2 separate regions of the Mus musculus genome follow, and region 1 is linked to region 2. The links are chromatin contacts, called in public Hi-C maps. All regions are on one chromosome and are shown on one strand. Each heading gives the region's core, a stretch centred on a gene start, on an enhancer-like site or on the middle of the called end of the contact. The rest is flanking DNA. Distances are from core to core; before and after follow the strand shown.

Region 1 (2,700 bases), core at 95-2,594, 76 kb after region 2:
GATGTGGAAAAGAAAATGTCCCCTAAGCCTTCTGTCCCTCTCCAGCTTCTCAAGCCAGAGGCATCAGCAACACAGATCTCCAACAGCCAGGTGTGTCCAAGATGGCACTTGGCAGTGTCTAATGTATGAGCAGACAGATCTGAATCCTGGGCACTGCCCCAGCAAGAAGTCAGCCCAGTATTCCTATACTTAGGGCATGGGTCCTTCCCAGAACACCACAGGAATTACCCATGTACCCACCTTTCACCTGGACCTGTGTTATCTGGAAGCACTCCCACCTCAATGAAGAAAATTGGTAAAATACAGAATTTTTGTAAATAGGCTGGAGAATGTCTCACCATGGGTGTGGATATTCAGAACTCATGGTCTGTCTATGGGCCTAATTAAAATTACCCCATCCACTAATTCCCTCAAGAACCCTGAGGCTGAAAATGTGTTGGAGAACACATATATGCTGAGTCTGTTTTTAGATCCTCCCGCCTTGGAAAACAGAGCCCAGAAACCCCGAATCAATGTATCTGATTCAGGTACCTACATGCCTCTCAGGTACATAGCAGTCTCTGATGTCTGTCTTTGTAGTTTGAAACACCAGAGTTTAAATGGTCTTGAAATACATGAGGGTGTGGTCCCATTGGCCCTTCTATTTCGATGGCAACACAGAGAGTAAATGCGGGTACCCCTCTGCCACCCCAAGTTGTGGTCAGGATCAGGAATAGCAATCTAGAAGCCAAAGGGATGATGGGAGAAGACTTTATGACTCAAAGATGACACCCAGAGAGAGGACACAAGCTGTTATGTCTTAGACTCACTTCTGCTCATTTATTTACTTTGAGCCCCGAAGCCAAACTGCTGGGGTTCTGCAGGTGCTCTGCACAGATGGCAGGAGTTAAGGAAGTAAGAGGCTAACTTGGCCTCTTCAATGGGGATGAACACAGCCCAGTGACTCAGAATGACACTGTGGGAAACATCGATTTCCATCAGCAGCAAGAAGTAATTAAAACTGCTTCCTCTTTCAGAGTTCTTATAGAGATCAAGAACTCAGATCCATTATCCCAACAGAGATAACTGCAAGATAGAACTTCCTCTCAAGGTACATTTGCAAAGATGGGAATGTTCAAAACAAGCCTCCTCAGCCCTACAGGGAAAGAGGAAACAAACAAATGCAGCCCGTTGGCCACACAGGCTTCTGCCCAGCTTGTGTTGTTAAGAGGAAACTCAGGCTCAGAAACAGGGCAACCAGGTCCCGCCAGGCATACGGAAGAGATGCAAAAGGGTTGGAAAGTGTGTGTGCCTCTGTGTGTGTGTCTCCCGCTAAGTACTTCCTTCACTACACAGCTAATCCGATTAGCAGCTTTAGGAAGCTCCACAATGTTAATTCAAGAGCTCCATTCACAGAGAAGCTAGGCCCATGCCTGCCCAGAGCTCCTTTCTTCTCCCAGCAAATCAAAAGCGTACAGAGGGACTCTCCCTGAAGGATACACTCTTGCCTCCTGGCCCCACACACATCCAAATGCCACTGCCACATCCGCTGGTCAGCTAGCTCCCAGGGCTGGAGAATGGGCCCATCCAAAAGTGGAGAAGCGAGGGCTCTTTCCACGACACACCCAAATGTGGCCATTTCAACAGCACTGTCAGCCAGGTGACAGCCTGCAGCTGGCAGATGTCACCGGATAAAGAGGTGTCATAAAGGCACGCAGTTGCAGAGCTAAGCATGAGGCATCAGCTTTCTCTGGTCTTCAGTTCTTTGTCTGTAGAATGGGGGTTTAGAGCAGAGTGGATCAGAAGGCTGGACGGGAGGAAGCTCAGGGTGTGGACAGACACGATGTCATTGGGTTGGACAGAGGACAGAAGGGGAAGGGAGCCTGTCTCTGTAGACTGTGGATTGGGAAGCTTTTGGACAAGCAATGGGAACATCTGAAGGGGCTAAGGAGCAGGGCTGTGCTCCACCTGTGGCATCTTCCCCACAGGCTCTGCCTCCATCCCTGCATGTCTTCCTCCTCCATGTCCTGCGTCCTCTTCTTCTTGTGTGAAGATTCTGGTCACTGAATTTAAGGGTCCACTCTAAACCAAGAGGATCTCATCCCAAGCTCCTTAACTAACTAGATCTGCAAAGCACCTATCCTCTGGGTCACTTTCTGGAGTTCTATTAGACATGAATGGGAGGATCCCTATTCCAAATACTATAAAGTGGTACAGTGGCCAGGAAGATGATCTAGAAGCAGGATGTGGAGGGAGAGAGCTGAGGCAGGGAAGCTCATTAGGACTCAACTCAAACCTGTGGCCTAAGTGAACAGTGACGGGAGTCATCCCTACTGGGTGCCCAGAAGCCTTCGACGGCTTCTTATGGGCCCATGTAGAACACTGAATGGGCTCTCAAACAAGAGCATGGCTCCTCACTATCCAAACTGTTCTCCGCTCCTTCCTGATGACAGAATACAGCGGGATGGCCAGGGAAGGATGCAGCAAGCAGGGAGCCGGGCCACTGCCACTGAGTGAACTCGGAATGTGAGGACCTCCAGGACCTCTGGACAAAGAGCCCGGCTGGCCCACCTTAGAAGCAATTAGCATCCCTGTGTTCTAAAGCCTGGAGAGAAGCTCTCCAGCTTATAGAGTAAAACCAGAGAAGTGGCCTGTGGCTGCTCTGCAGTGCCAGCCTTTTCTCTATTGCCCCATGCGGGGACTTCAGCTCTCTCCTGCTGG
Region 2 (2,842 bases), core at 122-2,621:
AAGCACTTTCTTAGGCATCTAGACATTTTTCAGAAATTTTGGAGTAAGGGAAATATATAGGATAATATGGAGCAGTAGAAAGAGATCAGGATTCTGGGCAAGTTGGGTCAGGTTGGGCCAACCAATACAATCCAATCATATAGACTTGGATGATGGTTATTTGGCTTCTCTGAGCCTTCCTCTACTTTTAAAAACAACAAGAGCGGTGTTGGCTTTTGTGGCGATTGAAAATTATGCGCATGAAGGACTGGTATATTGTCGATGTGCAGGGCTGCATTTCAGACAACTCTGGTGCAGTTTCTGCACCTCCAGGAGTTGGAAAGACAATGATGGGAAGGGTAGAAGGAGAGACAGCCTGGGCAAAAGGGCAGAGGAGGTGAGGAGGTGAGGAGAGGGGCAGGGGCAGAGGCAGGTGAAGAGAGGGGCGGCAAGGATGGCTCAGTGAAGAAGGAATGGGCAGATGAGAGGGGCACAGCAGGTCTAAGAAGTGGACCAGAGAGCAGAGGAAACTTAGGAAAGATTCCATGAGAAAGGACAAAGATAAATAAAGACCCAAGAGGAAGGGAGGGGAGGCCCTGATGCCCGGAGCTGGGATGGTTGTGGGCAGGGCACAGAGGCAAGAAAGAGGGCATCACCATTTCTCAGCCTAGTTATTGCCAGATGGAGGGGGAGAAGCTAGAGAAAGCAGAGAAAGCTCCACTCTTGCAGAGACAAAGGGATATGCTAGCCAGGGAGCTGGAGAAAAGCCTCAAGGGCAGTGGGCTGTGTTGCTGTCAGTGGCCCTGTGCCATTGATGATAAGTGGCAGGCAAGCGGGCGCCATTCTTGCCAGGGTCTGATTGGCTACGTGGCCTCCACAGTGCCACCTGTGCCAAGCCCACTGGCTCATGATCATTCCAAGCTGGGTACGCTTTCTAAGGAGCTCTGGGATCATGCAGGTAGAATGGGCCGGAACCAGAGCTTAGCCGGGTATAACCACGGCTCTGGCTTCTTTCCATCCTCTAGGTACACTGGAAAAGAAGGAGCCATTCTGTGGCTCAGACGTGAGACCTGGAAAAGATCTTAAAGGAATTTCAGAGCGTTAAGGGAAGTTAGAGCACACCCCAAGGCTTTGAAGAAAGCCTCCCTCCCCAGCATCCCCTATGGTCCCTCTGCACTGGAATGATAGTGTGTAGGGATTCAAGATGGTTGTCACGCCCCTTGGACCAGCCAAGCCTTGAATGCCACCAACCTTTCTTGAAATCAGCAGAAGTGTAAGGCTCTGCCTGCTGCCTAGCCAATTGGCTCGAAGAGGGGCTGCCATCTGGCACTAGGGGATCAGTGCTGAGGCCAGCTGGCACCCCGGCCAGTGTTACAGGCCAGCTGGGCCCCAGGCGAAGGCTGTTGCCAACTGGCATGAAGGCACAAGGTTCTCTGGCTCACCCCAGCTCTGCCACAGGCTTTGTGGTTATGCTTCCAGTTCCCTCCTTCTGGCAAAGACACATGAGCCAGATACTGCGATCTGAGGCATCCTACCGTGGCCTCGATGGTCGGAGGAAACCAGGTGTTAAGATTTTCACTCCTTCTGCATGCCACGAAAGGGAAGAACAGTTTTTTTTTGTTTTGTTTTGTTTTTTTTTGTTTTTTTTTTTTTTTGGTTTTTTTTTTTTTTGGTTTTTCAAGACAGGGTTTCTCTGTATAGCCCTGGCTGTCCTGGAACTCACTTTGTAGACCAGGCTGGCCTCGAACTCAGAAATCCACCTGCCTCTGCCTCCCGAGTGCTGGGATTAAAGGCGTGCGCCATCACTGCCCGGCTAAACAGTAATAATCCCACGTCTCACGTGGAGCCCAAAATAAAGCATCTCCGAGCCATCGTTTCTTTGGAACTTCACAGTGCAACACACTTTCTTCTTTCTGTTCTACAAGGGGAAACTGAGGCTTTGGTAAGGACGTGAGGCTGCCTAGCAGGGTGGTTTGTCTGGAAGTCAGTTCTCCTGATGTCAACCCTTCAAGGGAAACCTAGGAAAAGTACCTAAGAAGAGGTGGGGCCAGGCACAGTGGCTCACATCTGTAATCCCAGCATTCAGAAGCTGAGGTGTCAGAATACTCACGAGTCCCAGTGAGGTGCAGGCAAGCCTGAACTACAGTATGACATCCTCCCTCAAAAGATAAAATAATAAAACAAAAAGGAGGTCCAAGGAAGATAGGGGTGGGAGAAGACAGGAAGGATTGGGATTCTTGTCTATCACAGCCAGGAGATGTGGGAGAGGAGGGAAGGGAAGGAGCAGTCTCCCTGATGTGGATATGGGAGGCTGGACATCAAGTGGTACCACAATAAAGAGGCCACACAGAAGGAGCTGCAAGGACCCCCTATCTCTACCAAGGGCTGGTGGCATGTTCCTGGGGACCCAGCCACAGTGTACCAGGCCTAGGGAATACTCCTGTGTCCTTAAGGGTGGTGTGCATCCTTTGAGGGTCCTGAATGGCCTTTTTGAGAAACCATGAAAGCCCCTCCTTATGCTGGATCGCCTCTGTGGCCTGGGTCTGGTTCCATCCAGGATATTTCTCCTCTTTCTGTCCTCACACCTCAGTCTCTTGGGCACCAGCACTCGGGATGGGAGACAACACCTTTGGAGTGCAAGACCTGGGATGCTTCTCTGGCTCACACCTAGGGTGTCAGGCAAGGCTGTAGAGGGTCTGGGGTCTGGGGTCAGACAAGGTTTAGATGCTTAATCTGCCACTCATGTCTAAGAGTGACCCTGAGCCACCTTTCTCAATGCTGGTCAATAATCCAAACCTAAGTGACAGGGTTATCACAGGAACAAAATGATGTCAGGTAAAGCAAGTGGCTTCCACAGGCCCTG

What was found. Hi-C and Micro-C count contacts between places; a contact is called where the count stands out from the background.
Region 1: a Hi-C map of pre-pro-B cells shows a contact between it and region 2, with 1.8 times the contacts expected there. The contact joins two enhancer-like sites. A contact is called at or near these places in 12 of 484 Hi-C or Micro-C datasets (the AML12 cell line, bone marrow-derived macrophages, differentiating embryonic stem cells and 7 more), 1 of 115 datasets of contacts at active chromatin or transcription factors (embryonic stem cells) and 2 of 9 other capture datasets (embryonic stem cells and embryonic tail).

What each region holds. Positions count from the first base shown.
Region 1 is chr19:41,176,152-41,178,851 of GRCm38.p6, forward strand. The region is part of intron 2 of Tll2 (tolloid-like 2); the gene reads right to left. Among named protein-coding and RNA genes, the nearest start is that of Tll2, 29 kb to the right of the region's middle. Within about 2 kb of position 1,345, at least 12 of the 459 cell types and tissues checked have an H3K27ac peak or open chromatin away from gene starts, as enhancers often do. A contact at or near this core is called in pre-pro-B cells, where this site is marked.
Region 2 is chr19:41,100,235-41,103,076 of GRCm38.p6, forward strand. All of the region lies in intron 13 of Tll2 (tolloid-like 2), which reads right to left. Among named protein-coding and RNA genes, the nearest start is that of Opalin, 25 kb to the left of the region's middle. Within about 2 kb of position 1,372, at least 34 of the 459 cell types and tissues checked have an H3K27ac peak or open chromatin away from gene starts, as enhancers often do. A contact at or near this core is called in pre-pro-B cells, where this site is marked.